Linked DNA regions of Mus musculus: all the other regions are linked to region 1. Evidence: chromatin contacts called from public Hi-C and promoter capture Hi-C data. All regions are on one chromosome and are shown on one strand. The core of a region is the stretch at or near the end of the contact, and the rest is flanking DNA. Distances in the headings are between cores, read along the strand shown.

Evidence for each region. Promoter capture Hi-C pulls out the DNA fragments that hold promoters and counts their contacts. A called contact is a pair of places that touch in the nucleus more often than the background predicts.
Region 2: a contact with region 1 is called in a promoter capture Hi-C map of the HPC-7 cell line, with 2.5 times the contacts expected there. The contact joins the enhancer-like site here to the promoter of Pla2g4a in region 1. A contact is called at or near these places in 2 of 39 promoter capture datasets (the C10 cell line and the HPC-7 cell line), 1 of 15 datasets of contacts at CTCF or cohesin (the NIH/3T3 cell line) and 2 of 484 Hi-C or Micro-C datasets (bone marrow-derived macrophages and nephron progenitors).
Region 3: a Hi-C map of bone marrow-derived macrophages shows a contact between it and region 1, with 1.8 times the contacts expected there. The contact joins the enhancer-like site here to the promoter of Pla2g4a in region 1. A contact is called at or near these places in 2 of 39 promoter capture datasets (HPC-7-derived erythroid cells and macrophages), 7 of 484 Hi-C or Micro-C datasets (bone marrow-derived macrophages, epidermal suprabasal cells, granulocytes and 4 more), 1 of 115 datasets of contacts at active chromatin or transcription factors (the HPC-7 cell line) and 3 of 9 other capture datasets (adipose tissue, liver and pancreatic islet).
Region 4: a Hi-C map of the C2C12 cell line shows a contact between it and region 1, with 2.8 times the contacts expected there. The contact joins the enhancer-like site here to the promoter of Pla2g4a in region 1. A contact is called at or near these places in 4 of 39 promoter capture datasets (the C10 cell line, the HPC-7 cell line, embryonic stem cells and 1 more), 1 of 15 datasets of contacts at CTCF or cohesin (the NIH/3T3 cell line), 1 of 484 Hi-C or Micro-C datasets (the C2C12 cell line) and 2 of 9 other capture datasets (adipose tissue and pancreatic islet).

What each region holds. Positions count from the first base shown.
Region 1 is chr1:149,959,923-149,964,256 of GRCm38.p6, forward strand. Pla2g4a (phospholipase A2, group IVA (cytosolic, calcium-dependent)) reads right to left here and starts at 1,368. Exons shown (of 18, transcript NM_008869.4): 1 at 1,269-1,368.
Region 2 is chr1:150,070,317-150,074,644 of GRCm38.p6, forward strand. No RefSeq gene overlaps it. Among named protein-coding and RNA genes, the nearest start is that of Ptgs2os, 27 kb to the right of the region's middle. Within about 2 kb of position 2,750, at least 1 of the 459 cell types and tissues checked has an H3K27ac peak or open chromatin away from gene starts, as enhancers often do. A contact at or near this core is called in the HPC-7 cell line, where this site is marked.
Region 3 is chr1:149,890,096-149,894,049 of GRCm38.p6, forward strand. The region is part of intron 5 of Pla2g4a (phospholipase A2, group IVA (cytosolic, calcium-dependent)); the gene reads right to left. Among named protein-coding and RNA genes, the nearest start is that of Pla2g4a, 69 kb to the right of the region's middle. Within about 2 kb of position 1,381, at least 14 of the 459 cell types and tissues checked have an H3K27ac peak or open chromatin away from gene starts, as enhancers often do. A contact at or near this core is called in bone marrow-derived macrophages, where this site is marked.
Region 4 is chr1:150,040,882-150,044,952 of GRCm38.p6, forward strand. No RefSeq gene overlaps it. Among named protein-coding and RNA genes, the nearest start is that of Ptgs2os, 57 kb to the right of the region's middle. Within about 2 kb of position 2,395, at least 28 of the 459 cell types and tissues checked have an H3K27ac peak or open chromatin away from gene starts, as enhancers often do. A contact at or near this core is called in the C2C12 cell line and the NIH/3T3 cell line, where this site is marked.

The DNA of each region.
Region 1 (4,334 bases), core at 118-2,617:
CCATTAAACTTCTCTATGCATTTCACAATTATTGCTTAATTTAAAATTTAACTCTTCGTGAGCTCAATGAAAACAGAGACCAGCTTCATTGGCCAGGTCTCACTATATCTGTGATATAATTTCAGACTGGATAGGTCTATTTCATTAAATTCTCTGTGAATCTCTTTGACTGCAATTTCAAATGTATTCAACAAACAGAAGCAACACAAAATACACTCCTTTTTCCCAAATTAGAATCCCAAATATAATACTAAAATCCACCCCTTCTTTTTATGTTGTTGTTTCGTTTGTTTGTTTGTTTGTTTGTTTTTTGTTTTTTGTTTTTCGAGACAGGGTTTTTCTGTATAGCCCTGGCTATCCTGGAACTCACTCTGTAGACCAGGCTGGCCTTGAACTCAGAAATCTGCCTGCCTCTGCCTCCCTGGGATTAAAGGCGTGCGCCACCATGCCGGGCGAATCCACCCCTTCTAAGTGGCACATCTCTAATGCTGCTCTCCACCAGCCTTCAGTGAAAGCAGTTTAAACCAACAGCTAACATCAGGAGCATTTTTCATAACCAAGTGTCTGAAGTGATGAATCTATTTAAATCATTACAAATTGTAAAAGAAGTAAAGATGTTAAGTCATTTATTTCAAAACCAAGTCCCTTTCACTCTTCCATCTTTTAGATTTTAGAACCTCAGTTCTAAAATGATATTCACAAGTGTGCAACTTGATAGAATATTTTCCAAAAAACTGTTTTGACCTGTTGTCCTGTCACAAGTTACCCAAAGCCTGAGAGCAGCGGTGCTTGTTAGTTCAAGGTTAGTTTTTCAGTGTTATAAGTCACATCACACAGCAGCCCATTAAATACCCAGGAATGTTCTGCGAACATAACTCTTTTTATCAATTAAAATTTAAATGAGTCACCAAACTGCCCCTAAACATCTTTACAAGCAGCACTCAAACTCAGGAGTCAGGAATCACTGGGTAGCATCACGTGGGACACAAAGGCGCGCCAACTCACTTCTCTATAAAGACTCAATTTCCCAGCACCCGCTGAAGGAAACAACCTATACCTTTATTCCAATCTGCTCTTAGACCCAGGAAACCAAACCCTCCTCACTTAGAAGGAAACTGAAGCCTGCGTTGTGAACCTTTCCCAGAGGCAGAGGAGTGAAAGAAGTGAAGTTTTAGCACGCGTGGCTGCCTTCCTCCTGGGAAGCTGCCCACGGATAGCGATGGAAAGTGCAAGAGGAAGCAGGCAGGGAGAGTAAATGCATTGCTTACAGTTCCCAGAGTTAAATGAGAATCCTCAGGCTTCTCTGTGCCTTCTGGCTCTCAGTCGGGAGCCCTTCACAGTTCCGACTTCTAGAAAGTCTTCTCCGGCTGGTAGGAGGGGCTAAGAAGTGGGCTGGTCTCTGTGGATGTTAAGGTGGAATTCAAGCGAGCTCCTCTGGTGAAGACTAACATTCTAAATGGACATGTTTAGTTTTCAGAAACAGGCCTTTCGAGTCAGAAAATATACTTTAAAAATATGTGATCTAACTGGTCCTAGGGGTGTGCATGAAAATATGCTTTAAAAACATGTGACCTAACTGGTCCTGGGGGTATGCATGTGCGTGCCTATGTGTGTGTGTGCATGTGTGTGTGTGTGTGTGTGTGTGCATGTGCGTGTGTGTGTGTGTGTGTGTGTGTGTGTGTGTGAGAGAGAGAGAGAGAGAGAGAGAGAGAGAGAGAGAGAGAGAGAGAGACTGCTGCTGCTGCTGCTTGCCCTTAAGCAGTCACTACTTCCTCTTTTTTCCAAAAGACTAAAAGTGAAGTTGAAAAGATAATGCATTATGTTGAGAATTTTTAGAGTCTTTAAAAGGTGAAGTTTTAAACAAACCGCAAATACAAAACGCATATACATTTTACAGTTGAACAGTGTTGGACAACCTTGAAAAGCAAACCTGTTCAAGCCTTTCTCCCCAAACTCAAAGCCTCTGAGTTGTTTAAGCCCTTTCAGAGAATAGAACCCATAAGTTCCGACGTAGAAGTAACAACAAATCAGGAAGAATCTGCAATCTAATTTGAAGCATATAATAACTTCTATGTGAAGAAAGTGTTGTATCTATTACAAGCGTGGTAGCTCACAACTGTCATGTGGGAAGTAGAAAAAAAAACATGTATGAGTTCAAAGTCAGCTTATGCTACATAGTGAAGCCATATCTCAAGGCAAACAGACGTCCTGACAATTCATGAAATCCTGTTACTCTAAGTACCCTGGTTAGAATGCCTTCAGGGCTTCCTCCATATCAAAGGCAGTTAGCAGAGCCCCTTCCTCTCTACAACGCCACCATTTATCTCCTAATTAATATCCTCAATATTTCTTAAAAGCACATCTTTTCTTCTTCTGTTTGCTTTCTATTGCTGGGATAAATTTTTCTGACCAGAAGCAATTTGTGAAGGGAAAGTTTTATTTGGGCATACAGGTCCTGACAGTCCATCAGGAAGCGAAGTCAGAGTAGAAATTCAAAGCAGAAAACAGGAGGCAAGACCTGAAGCATAAACCAAGGAGGGATGCATTTTTGTTCTCGTTTCATAATTTACTCCTTTTTGGTGTCGGAGGCAGGCTCTCATGCAACCAAGGCTGGACTCAAACTGAACTGGCTAGCAACAGATGACTTTGAACGCCTGACTTTCCTGCCACCACCTCCGTGGAATCAAAAGCACATGCCACCCAGGCCTAGCAATTACACTTTTAAAGGCTCCTTTTCCATTCATGAGTAAAGTAAAAGGCAAATCTGACACCTCCATTCTATCACAAAGTACAAGTTTATGTGGTATGAATAGACAGATTCACGAAGTTAAGATAAATATGGTAATCCACTGCAGAAAATATGGCTACACGTAAGTTGTGTTCACCAACACTTGGGTTAGGAATTAGGTTACCCTAATTCCTTCTATCCACTTGCAGCAACAATTTCACGAGTTGTTTTTTGCTCTCCAAGATCCCTCTAAATTTGGTGCAGGGAATTCCTGTCCAATTTTAGTGACTCTGTCACAATGGGCACAAACCCCATTACTCATCTCACAGAAGGACTTCCAGGCACTGCAGGGTTTTGAAAATATTTATGCTGTTGGAATTTAAATGTGCTGACGACAGTGTGTAGTCTAAGCCCATTGCCTCTGTGTTGAGGCAATTCTGAGTAGAAAGAATTATCTCTGAGTAAATTTCCTGTATTTCTCAAGTAGCCAAGCCTTGAAAGATGTCACTAGAAGGTTTTTCTTTAGCACATCAGTTGCCTAGGGCCAAGATAATAACAGAATTCTTATATGTATGTTTATAACACCACTGCCTGCAAGCTCAGGAACTCTCTACTTTTCAGTCTCTAAAATACATGATCAGGCCTCAGCACCTACTTTGAAAAATCCTCATTCTTTACATTCATGTCATTTTTCTTCAGTTAGACACACTACAAAACGGATAATTTGATTTTTACCCAAATAACAAAAATAGTCACATGCCAGGACTTCATTTCATTTTATTTATCACATGGCTTCAAAGTCCACAGTTATCCCATTTATTTTTGTAAGTAAAGTAAAAAAAAAAAAGAATGTGACAACTTGCAACAAATATATACTGCAAACCGCTTTTTCCAAAAATTTCTGGTCATGGGATGACCCTTAAATCTTAGCCCTCCAGAGAGAGACCAAGGCAGGCAGGTCTCAGGGAATTGATGGTCAGTCTGGTCTACATAGGCAGTTCCAGGTCACCTACAGCTGCATGAGCCCTAGGCTCAGAGAAAGAGGAAAAGGGAGAGGGGAAAGAGGAGAGAGGAAAACAAACAAACAAACAAACAAACAAAAAAACCCAAAAAAAACCAAGGCTGTCCAACTGGCTCAGTGGGTTTAAAAACAAAACAAAACAAAACAAAACAAAACAAAAAAAATACTACAAATGTATTGACCTAAGTTTGATCCTTGGATCCCACACTATGATGGAATAAGAAAACTGACTCTAGAAAGTTATTGTCCTACATCCAGAAGTACACATGTGCACATGCATGTGCAAGATATTGAATAATATATTATTTCATATAATAGACACAATTTTAATAGGAGTAAATGTAAACATAGAAAAATAAATAATGAAACATTTAATTAATGAGAGACTGATACTTGCTCCAAATAAGCTAAATGAGTGTCTGGGGCAATGACACAGTTGCTAAAAGTATTGGCCAAGGAGGCACGAGGATCTGGGTCCTTGTCCCTCGAATCCCTATTAATGCCAATTCATTTCTACAACCACAGCACTGGAGAGTAGAATCATGTAGCTTTCTGGAGTAAGCTGGTCAGATAATCTACTGAGTT
Region 2 (4,328 bases), core at 1,500-3,999, 110 kb after region 1:
CACACACTGTGAGAGAACAACGTACAGGAATCAGTTGTCTCCTTCCACCATGTGGGTTCTAGCGGTCAAACTCTGGGTGGTCAGGTCTGGTGGCAAGTGTCTTTTATCAGCTGAGGTGGCTCCCTGCACTCTCGTGTTTCTCTCATGTTTTCATGAAATAACCAGCTAAATCCTTACTACTTTCAACATGCAGGATTGAGCATAAGCGGTTGATATGTAAATGTGAAAGAGGATTAGCATTGAGACTGTAGTAATCTGGAATGAGGTTAGTGTTCATATAAATGCACCTGGGCAATACATTTTTGCCTCAGAGTACCTTCTAGAGTCTTTATTTCATGCTTTGACCGGTCTCCAGTGTTGCAAGGTCTTTCTTCCCCCCTGTTCAATCACCAATACCAATCTGTCCAGGTCAAACATTTGAGAAAAAAATGCAGATATTTCTAGTAGTTGATTTCCTGATATGCACTAGGTAGTTTTCACATAAACGTTAATATTCAAAACATTCTTTTATAGTAATGTTCATTTTATTAGAAAAAAAGATGGATCATGATTAACAGTTAATTTCTTTCTTAAATTTTTTAAGATTACAAAACCCTTGCGATTGTGAGAAGATCCACGGCCCTCAGGAGGCAGAGGCAGGTGGATCCCTGTGAGCTCAAGGTGAATCCCAAGCCAGTCTCGGCCCTGTAATGGCACTCTGTTCCCACCCACATTCCCCAAGACATGAGAACTGAAAAATCAAAATAAAAAGTATGTACTACCTAGTCGTCAGTTAAAGATCTAGCAGAGCCAACACAAAGCCATTCAGCTCTTGTACCAGGTATGATGATACACACACACTTCCAGTCCCAATGCTGAGGAGCTAGAACTAGAAAAAGCATCAAAAGTTAAGGCCAACCTAGACATCCTAGTGAGTTCTAAACTAGTCAGTGAGACCCTATCTTAACTACCCACCCTGGAAAAAAATTCTCACCATATTAAGCAATAATAGCAAATCGATTTTGTAAAGGTAATAATAAATAAACAAATTTCATACACAATGAAAATTACTTTTTGTTTGTCTTTGAACTTTTGAAGCCAGGACTCACTGTATAGCATGGGCTGTCCCTCAGCTCCCTGAAGACCAGGATGGCCTAATATTTTTGGTAATCTTGATGCCTCCCAAGTGCTGGAATTACAGATGTGTGCCACCAAGAGAAGCATATAGGAGATCCTTTTAAAAAGAGTTATGGTCATTATTTTTAATTATATGCAAATATGTGTGGCTACATGTAGGTTTGTGTACATGAGTGCTGGTGACCCAAAAGGCTAGAGGTGTCAGGTCCCCTGGAGCTGGAGTTGCCAATGGTCACAGAAGTTTGAATGCTGCGTTGATGAGATGATTATTCTTGGTTGTTGATTACATCTGCACTTAACTAAAACTCAAGTGGCTAGGCACACCTGTCAGATGTGTTTCCTAATTAAATCATTTGAAGTGTGAACACTCAACTTGAGTTCCTATCTTTTGAGGTTATAAAATCCACCTTTGAACTAGGCCATGCCTTCTTGTGAGAGCCTATAAAGAGGATAAGGAAGAAGGGAAGCTGTCACTCTTTGCCTGCCTGCCCTTTGCTCTTGCTGAGAAATTCATCCTAATATTGCTCCCTTATCTATCTTATTTCAAATTTATTATTATAAGATATAATACTACTTCATCAGGTTCCCTGTGTATACTAAAGAGCAGCTAAGACATCCATCCTCGTGGACTGAACAGTTATTAGATTCTTGTAGCTTTTGTTAGTCAATAGGCAGTTTTGGATTAGCTGGACCACAGCCTGTATGATGGCATTATAATATATCCCCTTTCTCTCTGTCTCTCTGTCTCTCTCTGTCTGTGTGTGTGTGTGTGTGTGTGTGTGTGTGTGTGTACATGTGTATGTGTGTGTATTCATTCTATCATTTCTGTTTCTCGAGAGAACCTTGACAAACACAGTTAGTTGGTAATATTTGGAGCTTAAAAAAGAAGTTTCTAGGGAGTAGGGGGGGAGGGCATGGGGGACTTTTGGGATAGCATTGGAAATGTAAATGAAGAAAATACCTAATTTAAAAAAAAAAAAGAAATGTTGGCAAAACCAGCTTTTTTTAGAGAGGATTCTAACTCTTTTATGACTATTAAACTGATCCTTTCACCGAACAGGTCCCAAAATATAAATCAGCCTCCCCCTCCCCCTCCCCCTCCCTCTCCCTTCTCCCTCTTCCTCTCCATCCTCCCCCTCCCCCTCCCTCCTTCCTCTCCCTCCTTCCTCTCCCTCCTCCTTCTCCCTCTTTCTCTGAGACAGGGTTCCACTCTTTAGCACTTGCTGGCCTTGACTTTAGTGCAATACACAGACCATGCTGGCCTGGAATTTGCAGAGATCTGCTTGTCTCAGCCTCTTGAGAGCTAGAATTGAAGGAGGGTGCCACCACACCAAACTGTTCCTGTTTTTAAAGATTTATTACATTATTTATTTATGTACTCATGTATCTGTGTGCAAGAATTTGCATGTGTATGCCTGACCAAGCCAAAGGAGTGTCAGATACTGTGGAGCTGAGGTTACAGTCAATTGTGTGCCAGCCAAGATACTGGGAATCGAACTTACATTCTCCAGAAAAGCAGCAAGCACTCTTAACTACCTAGCCGAAAGATGGTAATCTTAGTCCAAGACGGACCTCTGTCAGATGCTATAGTGTCACTACTTTAACAGCTAATAGAGCATGTTTACTGCCCACTCCCTTCCCAGCTCACTTCCTTCAGCATTCATTATCTAGGAAGGATGTGGTTTGTGCTTTTGATGGCAAATAATGTTGCCATAGATAAAGCACCCTTACCTCTCCTTATTTCAGTCCATGATGAGAATTTTAAATTATTGTTTTGATTTATAACTTAGTTTGTGCTTAGCTTTTTGAAAGGGAATGGTATATTGGTATATGGTGGTTTGTTTTTTTTAGTCTGGTTGTTATTTCTGTGTGTGTATGCATTGTTTGTTTGCTTGTTTGTTTGTTTTCTGAGGCAGAGTTTCTCTGTGTATCCTTGGCTATCCTGGAACTCACTCTGTAGACCAAGCTGACCTCAAACTCAGAAATCTGCCTGTCTCTGCCTCCCAAGTGCTGGTATTAAAGATGTATATCACCACTGCCTCTTTTGTGTTGTGTTGTATTGTGTTGTGTTGTGTTGTGTTGTGTTTTTAAGACTAAGTTTTACTATAGTTGCCCAGGATATCCTAAAACTCTAAATGATCCTCTTGACTCTTTCTAAATTCTGGGATTACAGGTGTTCACTGTCTTATCTGGCTAGTTGGCCAGTATGTAGTGGATTGCAAAGATCTACTTAAACATTTCTTTAAATAGTTTGCTTCTCAGTAACATCTTTAGAAATATTTGTTGGTGAAAGAATGGAAAACTGACCTAAAATCTAAACTAAACTAAACTCTGTGTGTGCACACACAAGTAATCAGTATTTGTGTGTGTGTGTGTGTGTGTGTGTGTGTGTGTGTGTGTGTGTTGTTTTGCTTAGACAGGGTCTTAACTGACCAGCCTTGACCACCCTATGATGATGAAGATGATTTTGAAGTTCTGATTCCTTTGCCTCCATTGCCTGAGGGCTAGGATGCCAGGAATGTACCACCATGTAAGATTTAGATGGTGCCAAAAACCAGACACCAGCTGTGTACACCAGGCAGACACTCAACAAGCTGAGCTACGTGTTCAGCTCTTGTTTCTATTCCTGTACTAGAGTGATGCCTGTATAAATGGAATTATGTATTAGGAGCCATGTTGTTTGGGTTTATCATTTTGTTCAACAGCAATGTCTTTCTCATTCCTTTCCAAATAAATGAGAATTAGGCAAATACAGATTTCTTGAGCTTATGTATCTATGTAACACCAGCCACCTTATATTCACACTGTCTTCCATAGAACATTCTCTAATTATCACTATAAGCCTAGTATGAAAATTCTTATCTCATGTATCATCTATGCTTCCCAAGGGAAGAAAGCTAAAATCCAGACATATAAACAAAGATGAGAAGCTAGGATGTTAGGGATAAGACTCTCCCGACTTTCTACCCAGGAGCCAGAGCTATTCACATCACACAAGCAAACCCATGTCCCTGAGTGCCTGGGTGAAGCAGGCACCCATATCATCCTAGAAACAGAACTTGAACAAAACATCAAAAAAAAAATGTTTTTGAATGACTGCAGATACAGATGCTACATCAAAGAAGACCTTCAAGATCTATAAAAACCTGATTTATACTCTATCCCCCAAACCCATTACTTCTAGGACATTAAGCAAATTAATGTTTCTGTAC
Region 3 (3,954 bases), core at 131-2,630, 70 kb before region 1:
TTCTCTCATAGTGTACTGGACTTAATACTTGGAACTGATGGGCAATCTGTTCCAAATGAATGCTTGGTGAACGCAAATGTGTCTGTGAGGACATCAGACAATCTTGTTCTTTTGAGAAATATACAATCACTAATAGAGAGATAAAACCTTGGGAGGGTCTGACCCACAGAAAATTTCCTCTGCCTAACTTTACAAATCTTAATCCATGAGAGATTTAGATATTACTTTTTTAGCTGATAAAAATATTCCAAATATTCTAGGACAAAAGGAATTATACATGCCCAGATGAATTGTCGTTCAATATTAGTCAAAATGACAGGCTTTCAAATAATCAGCATCTATCAATGGGAGTATTGTCTGACCACATCCCAGGATATTATGCCTAATTTCACATTTTGAAATATCCACTTAAATCTTTCCAAAAGGGGATGTGGGAAAGGTTTTATACTGAATAATTTTATTGGGGATATTTAGTAAGATAAATCAGACATAGGCAACACAAATTCTGTTTTGTAGTGGCCGCTGGTATTGGGGGTTTGTTTGTCTGTTTGTTTGTTGAGACAAGGTATCCCTCTATAATCTAGGCTGGGCTAGAACTGGTAATTCCTTCTTAGCCACGGTGCTCTGGAATTACAACCATGCCCCCATCATACTTGGCTGTATATTCTGTTTTGTTCCAAGGAAATAATGAAAGTTGCCATTATTAGACTGAGTGTATTTCTCTCCAAAGGGCCAAATCTCCATGTACAAATGGATAGAAAATAAACTCTCATGCCCTATCACAATGTGTGCCTCATGAGATTAGTTAATAAAAAACTGAATTTTCAACTGGCAGCTCCTGACACCACTTTGTTATTAAAATACTCAATGCTTGAAGGTATCTAGTGCCTCACTGTTCCATTGACTTGATAAAACAAAACCTAAAATTTGGTATGCCATGTTTGGGGCTATATTTGTGTTACCAGGAGAATACCCTTTCTATCCACGTTCCTTTTAAGATATTCTGATCCTAGATAGAAGACAAGGATCTTCAGGTAAAGGCAGCATAAAAGCGGGTACAGGATGTTTCTGTCATCTGGGACATTTCAGGATGTGTTGCTGAGGCTCTCGTCATGGGTCAGCCCCTAACTTCCTTGTGTTGCCCAAGCAGATGACAGAGCATCAGAAGGAAGTTTAGCTGCCTCCCCGCTCCATGCACTATGTTCAGACTTGCCAGGAAATCTGATATTCGTGATCTCTGCATCTTCTACCAGGAACATGTCATTCAGCTAAAACAGCTACAAAAATATGCACTTCCTGTGAGGTCTTAGACAATGACTGAAGCTTCTTCCCACACACTGCAGTAGAAAGAAGGGGGACCAAATCTCTGAGGCAGCTCCCCACCATCAGCCCCTTCTGAACAAATCATAACTCCAACTCCTCTCAAAATCAGAGATGTAAGAGGCAGGCAGCACCAATTATGCACCCTTGTGGAAACTAAAAACCTCTTCTTTGCATTCCAGGGTGGAGAAGAATTTTGACATCTCCCATGGCACGTGTTCAGTCAGAGAAAGCATAGGCAACCAGAGTAGAGAAACGATTGCTTAAAACAGCATTTCAGACTTTAACATTAATTTCTAATGTGCCTAAGCCATGGCTTCTCTTGAATATGTCAAAAGAATGAAACTAAAAAAGCAAATACAGTCACTGGTACCAGAGATATTTTTAAGCTAGTACACTGAAAAGATCCACACAGTCAAACACTATTTTCCTATTGGTAAAGAGGTCTTCAAATGTCTTATAACACACTATGCACACACTTTAAGACCTGTTCCCTGTCAATAAGTCATGATTTTGAATTCTTATCCCCGGTCTGTTCATCCTCATTTCTTCTAGACAGAAACAAAGGTCAATGAGGACCATGCTGACTCAGTAATTGTGTACATCCCTCAACGGAACGACAATGACGGTTTCAGTGTATTTGCATTTATCTGACCCTTGCAAGATAATAAAATGAAACTTTGAAAGTTAAGAGTCACTTTTAGAAAGAGTCATATTTCCATACCATGCCTGTAATTCTCCCTTGGGAAGAACAAAATATGAACTTGACAAGAAAGAATATTCTGAACAGTGAGTGGGGACTGCAAGTCTGCCAGTGCAATTGGAGTCACTGGCACAAGGGGACACTTAGAAATAGCATTTTTAATATATAAAACTGGACTAACTTATGTGTTTCCTACTGAGAATCTTCTCTTATTCAAGAACTCAACAACTGCCATCCAGAGTATATCCTAGGCAATCTTTCAAGATTTAAAAGATGAAGATGCTACACGATTTTTCCTGTGGCTTGTTCCTCTTTGTGCTCTATAACCTTACAGTTCCTCAACTTAACTTTTTTTTTTTCATTGTTAACACGTGTAGCCATCAGTGAGAATTATGAAGACCTGGACAGTAAGTAGCTTTCATATAATAACCCAGGTTCCTTAAAACACTGTCAACAAGTCACTTTGTCTCTGTGGTCTCTATAGCTTTTGTCTGTTAAACGTCACGATTTTCATTAGTACTAGCTAAGCAAATCCCAAGTTTTCAATCTTTCACACTAACAAAAGTATTCAAACAACTGTAGCTATACTATGGCTTGTAGCTGCTTATTTTGTATTTCCTTCACAGAACTTACTGCCTAAAACAGGAACAGCAAGAATAAAGGAACATTCTAAAATACCCTGTCATTTAAAAGTTAGCTATTGTGAAGATGTGGTATATGATATATTGTGAAGATGTGATATATGATATACTGTGAAGATTGCTATATGAGATGTGTCACTTCACCACAGTGCCTAGTCTAAAAAAAAAAAAAGCTATTCTTTCTTAAAGCCAGAAATTGTTTGACCTTCATTTGGACTATACTGTGCATAGTTGACAGTCTGATGTCCTTGACATCTGTCTTAGGGTTACTTGGGGTAATGAAACACCATGACCAAAAGCAACTTGGGAAGGAAAGGGTTTATGTCAACTTATACTTCCAGGTAATGGTTCAACACTAAGGGAAGTCAAGGCAGGAACTCAAACAGGACAGGAAGCTGGAGGCAGGAGTTGATGCAGAGGCCATGGAAGAGCACTGCTTACCAGCTTGCTCCATGTGGACTGCTCAGCCAACTCTGTTATGGTACCCAGGACCAGCAGCCCAGGGATGGTACCACCCCCAATGGGCTGTACTCTCTGTCATCAATCACTAATTAACATAAGACCCTATAGGTTTGCCTAGAGCCAAATTTTAATAGAAGCATTTTCTTAACTGAAGTCCCCTCCACTCAGATGACTTTAGCTTCTGTCAAGTTGACATAAAAATTCTCCAGCACACCATCTTATCCAATGATTCCCAGACTTCTCGTGAAGTGATGTCACTGATGTAAAATTGTGTGCTGATAAACCTATTAGGACAAAGGAACTATAATTCAAAGGCATTGAATGCACCTAACCCACCAGCTCACTTTGGATTAGCAAAATAGTGCCCTGTAAAGTGTTGGATCCTTTGTTGATGGTACAGTGGGATAGGAGTAATAGCAGTGGACTCCCACTGGTGGTCAAACAAAACAGCAAATTTTAAAATCTGTGGCTACAGCTCCTTGGTGAAATCCTTGCCTAACATACCTAAGAGCAGGTTCCTATCTTCAGTGTTCATTTAAAATAAAAAGAAACTAAAAAGAAAGAAAGAAAAGAATTCACAACTTTTAAAGTATGACTTCTAGTAAATGGATCAGTGCTCTACACACTGTAAAGTCAGAATCCTGCTGAACACCATGACCTGGGGCCTCTGTGGTATCTTGATGTTCCTCCAAACTCTACCTTATCTCCTGAACTTACCTAATGTGGAGTCTTTGACTTCACACGAGACATAGTTCCTCAATGAAATCACTCCAACACAAACTTAACATCTTGAACTCACACTCAAAGCTTCCATTGTTTCAACATTTT
Region 4 (4,071 bases), core at 1,145-3,644, 82 kb after region 1:
GCTATTTATGTCCTTCTTAAAGTCCTCTATTATCATCATGAGATGTGATTTTAAACCAGAGTCTTGCTTTCTGGTGTGTTGATATGCAGGGCTTGCTGTGGTGGTAGAACTGTGTTCTGATGATACCAAGCAGCCTTAGTTTCTGTTGCTTATGTTCTTGCCCTTTCCTCTTGCCATCTGGTTATCTCTGGTGTTAGCTGGCCTTACTCTTTCTGACTGTGGCTTGTCCATCCTGCAAGTTTGTGAGAGTACTTCTGGGAGACTGATACTTTCCAGGCAGAATTTGGGTATGAATTTCTGTGACACAGGGTCAACTCTGGGGTGCAGACTGTCCCCAGCTGTTCTTTGGTTCCTGTGTCCTGATGGCTCTGGGCAGGTCCCTCTTGGTCCAGGTATTTGACCAGAAGTGGTGGTCTCACATGTACTCACAGGCATGTCAGACTCCTGGGAGATCAGCTCTCTTCCTGCAGGATTTGGGCATGGAGAGTTGTGGGACAGGATCAGCTCTGGAAGCAGACAGAAACTGGAAGAATCCTGTCCTAGGATGCTTCTTGGTTCCTGTGTCCTGAGGGCTCCTTACGGGTCCCTCAGAGCAGAAGTAGTGGTCTTACCTGTGTTTCCAGTAGTATCAGCACTCCTGGGAGAGACCAGCTCTCTCCTGGTAGGATTTGGGTATGGAGAACTGTGACACAGGATCAGTTCTGGGGCACAGACAGAAACTAGAAGCAGTGGTGCACTTGTTAATGGGACTTTCTCTTCTGTGTTGAGGATGCAAAACATTTTCCCTGACTGTCAAAGAAAGAAATTGGATGTGCACCTCCAGATACAATGCATTTTCTGTATGAATACTGGATGGATTTGGCCCACAGGAGTCACTGGCAGAACTACAAAAGGCACAAGGGCAGTTTCCTCTCGTATGTCTTTCCTGCCAAACTGCCCCAAGCTGATTGAATTCCTTCGATGAAAGTCATGATCCTTTTAAGCAGCCTCCTGCACATAGTCTCTTTCATTAGATACCAATAATGCCATCCACCCTTTACTACTTCATTCAAGCCTGTAGGCAGTAAAGTCTTATCACAACATTGTGCTCTCCCTTTTAACTTTTAGATGTAATTTTCTCCTGAAAGTAGTTTATGTTTTACCAGTACCCCACTGACGTGAAGGTTCATTCTTATGTCTCCAGCAACAATTCCTGCACAAAGTTAGCTTGCAGATGCCAGGATGTGCGTTTTGGCATATATGGTATGTATGTGGGATGGGGTGGGCGAAGGAGGGGAGGAATAGGGGATCCCCTCTCCATATAACTGATGTTGCAGTTGATATTCAGCTAAGTGTTTCCTGAATGGATCTGAAATTCTAAACCTAAGAAATGGGACCTGGCAGCCTAGTTGATCAGGTACATAGATTCTGCTTCTTCAGAAGCAATTTTGAGAATACGCATCCTTTAGAGAGGTGTCCATTGCTTCTACTTGCCAGAAGTTTCTAACAGAGTAAGTCTTAGTAGCCAAAAACCTTCTATAGACCCAGAATTCAGTGTGTGGGTTAGTCAGTAAACTTTGCCACTGGATAAAAACAGTCATCCTTAACTTATAGCCCGTTGTAGTAACATGTACCTTTAACCTCAGTATTCAGGAGGCTTAGGTAGGAGGAGCTCCCTACATTTGACATCAGCCTCAGTTATATGAGGAGTCCCAGGCCCACTAAGACTAAAATAGTTAGACCTATTTAAACAAACAAAAAAAATCAACAGTAATTATTTTTCTAACACACGAGTTAATATAATAAAATCATATAATTAATCTGGGCCAGGGGTGGCAAAAACAAGAGTTGAAGTTTTGTTATTGAATTGATGTTAACATGGCTGGAATGGAAAAGTCCTAGAACCATGGTGGTGAAGCATTTTAGACTGTCCAGTGACCATCTCCGTGTCTGTATCTGGAAAGAAACATAGCTACCATTTCTGAGCACTTTATTGCATATCAACAACTAGGCATTTTAATAACACTAACTCATTTAATTTTCATGAAAAGGTGGGCACTGTCTCCGTCAACTCCAGCTCTACCTCTGAGTGAGCTGAAACACAGATGTAAGTAATTTAATAACATGAGGCATCTGCTCCGAGCTTGTTCTCTTAACTGTACCAAGTGACCTTTGTCACTGGAGCACTCTCATGCTAAATGTGTCATCTTCAGGGTTTGTTAGCTGAGTCTCCTTATTTGGAGCTTTATTTCCTTCCTGAGACAGAAGAGTAGAACGCGCCCTCTTGATTTCCATGTCCTGATTTCTCAGGTCACTGATACACAATACTTTGCCCATGAATCCACTGGACCCTTCCCTCTTCCCTGCCTCTGGAGTCATTTCATAGTAATGCATGACCATTGACATAACACAGGACCACTGGCACCTGTGTTTATTTTAAACTGACAACGTCATTACTCACATTCAATGCTTACCCTGTCTGGATCTCACTTCAGATAATGCCTCTAGACAACATTCCAGCTCTAAATACCTCAGCAATTACAGAGCTGGGCCTGGAGAAATTACAAACTACCACTGAAACCTCAAAGTTAAAAATGCCATGGTTGACACAATGGCTGTCATGCCAGCACCCAAATATATTGTCCTATGTGTTTCAGGAGGGCTTGGGATAGGGTCTCATTTAGTAACACAGGCCTTGTGTTCTCAATCCTTCTGCCTTCATGTGTGGAATACATGGCCTACCAACAGATACCAAGACCAAACACAACAGGTTATTGCCTTTGTATCTTCCAAAGCTTTTCGATTTTTCCCAATCTCTCCCTCCTATGATACTTCTTTCTGATTCTTTTATTATTACCCCATTTCTATGGGAACATGTGCATGAGATCTTTTGCTCAGTGAAGGAAGGCTGCTGTCTTCTCAACTTTAGTTTGCTGTCTTTGAGGTCCTCTGTGACCCAAAGCAAAACAGGCACTGAAGAAAGTGGTAGCATAATGTCTAGAGAGAAAAAGATAGCTTCACTGACAATAGGATCCACGTGTGCTCCAAATAAGAAAAGAAAAAGCAGGATTGTGGTGGGTGATTTTTTTTCAACTAATTTAATTACTCTTTAGGGACTAAATTAAAAATAGCCCCTTGATTAAAAATAACTCAGTTCTCCTTTTTTAATTGAACCAGCATTTGCACAAATGTCACAGCTGGAACAGCGGCACTCAGAACCTCGGTGCTTCATGGAAAATACAAATAAGTAGCCAGGTCATACTGGTCTGCCTGATCATACTGAAGATAGAGCATCTTTAAATGTTAACAGATGTGTGAACAAAGGTTTTCATTGATTTCCAATTGGTTGATTGATTGACGTGGAACTTTCTTTAGATGTCGGGGTAAGGTTGAGCCAACAGAAGAGCCAAGGTAGCATGTGCTACTTTGAATATTGAAACTAGAAGTTCACATGATGATGGCTCCTTTTTGAGACCTGTTAAAGAAAATATCCATTGTAATTACTAAAGGAAAAGAGTCCTTTGAGATCCATCAGGAATTGTATGGGCAACCTAACATCCTTGCTGTTTGTGTCTCAGTTTTACTTGAAGTATAAATTGTTTGAGAGGTGATCTAAATTTGTTTCAAGCAGTTTTATTATCCAGAGCTTTTTATTCGTTCATTAGGCTTTTTGTCCCAAAGTACAGTTCACATTTCTTGTGCTATTACATTTAATAGCACTTTGACTGATGGATAAATGTTTGGGGGCACCTACTTTGTGTTAGGAATTAATGACAGAGCCTAAGCATGAATGAATAACTAACTCAGCTTCTTGGAGGTCACGTGGGAAATGACTGGCCCATACTTACTTAGCTGTGACATGTTGTTTGTGTTTAGGAACAATGGATAAACAAATAGCATGAACTAGTTGCTAATGCTACACCCAAAAAGTAAAATTACCTTCCTTCTAAAAATCTGTTGAATTTTTTTTCTGATTTTTTTAAAGGACATTAAGCAGGACACAGTGTCCCACATCTGTAATCCCAGCATTTTGGGAGCCTGAAGCTGGAGGATTACAAATTGGGAAACAGCCAGAGATACACAGGGAAACCC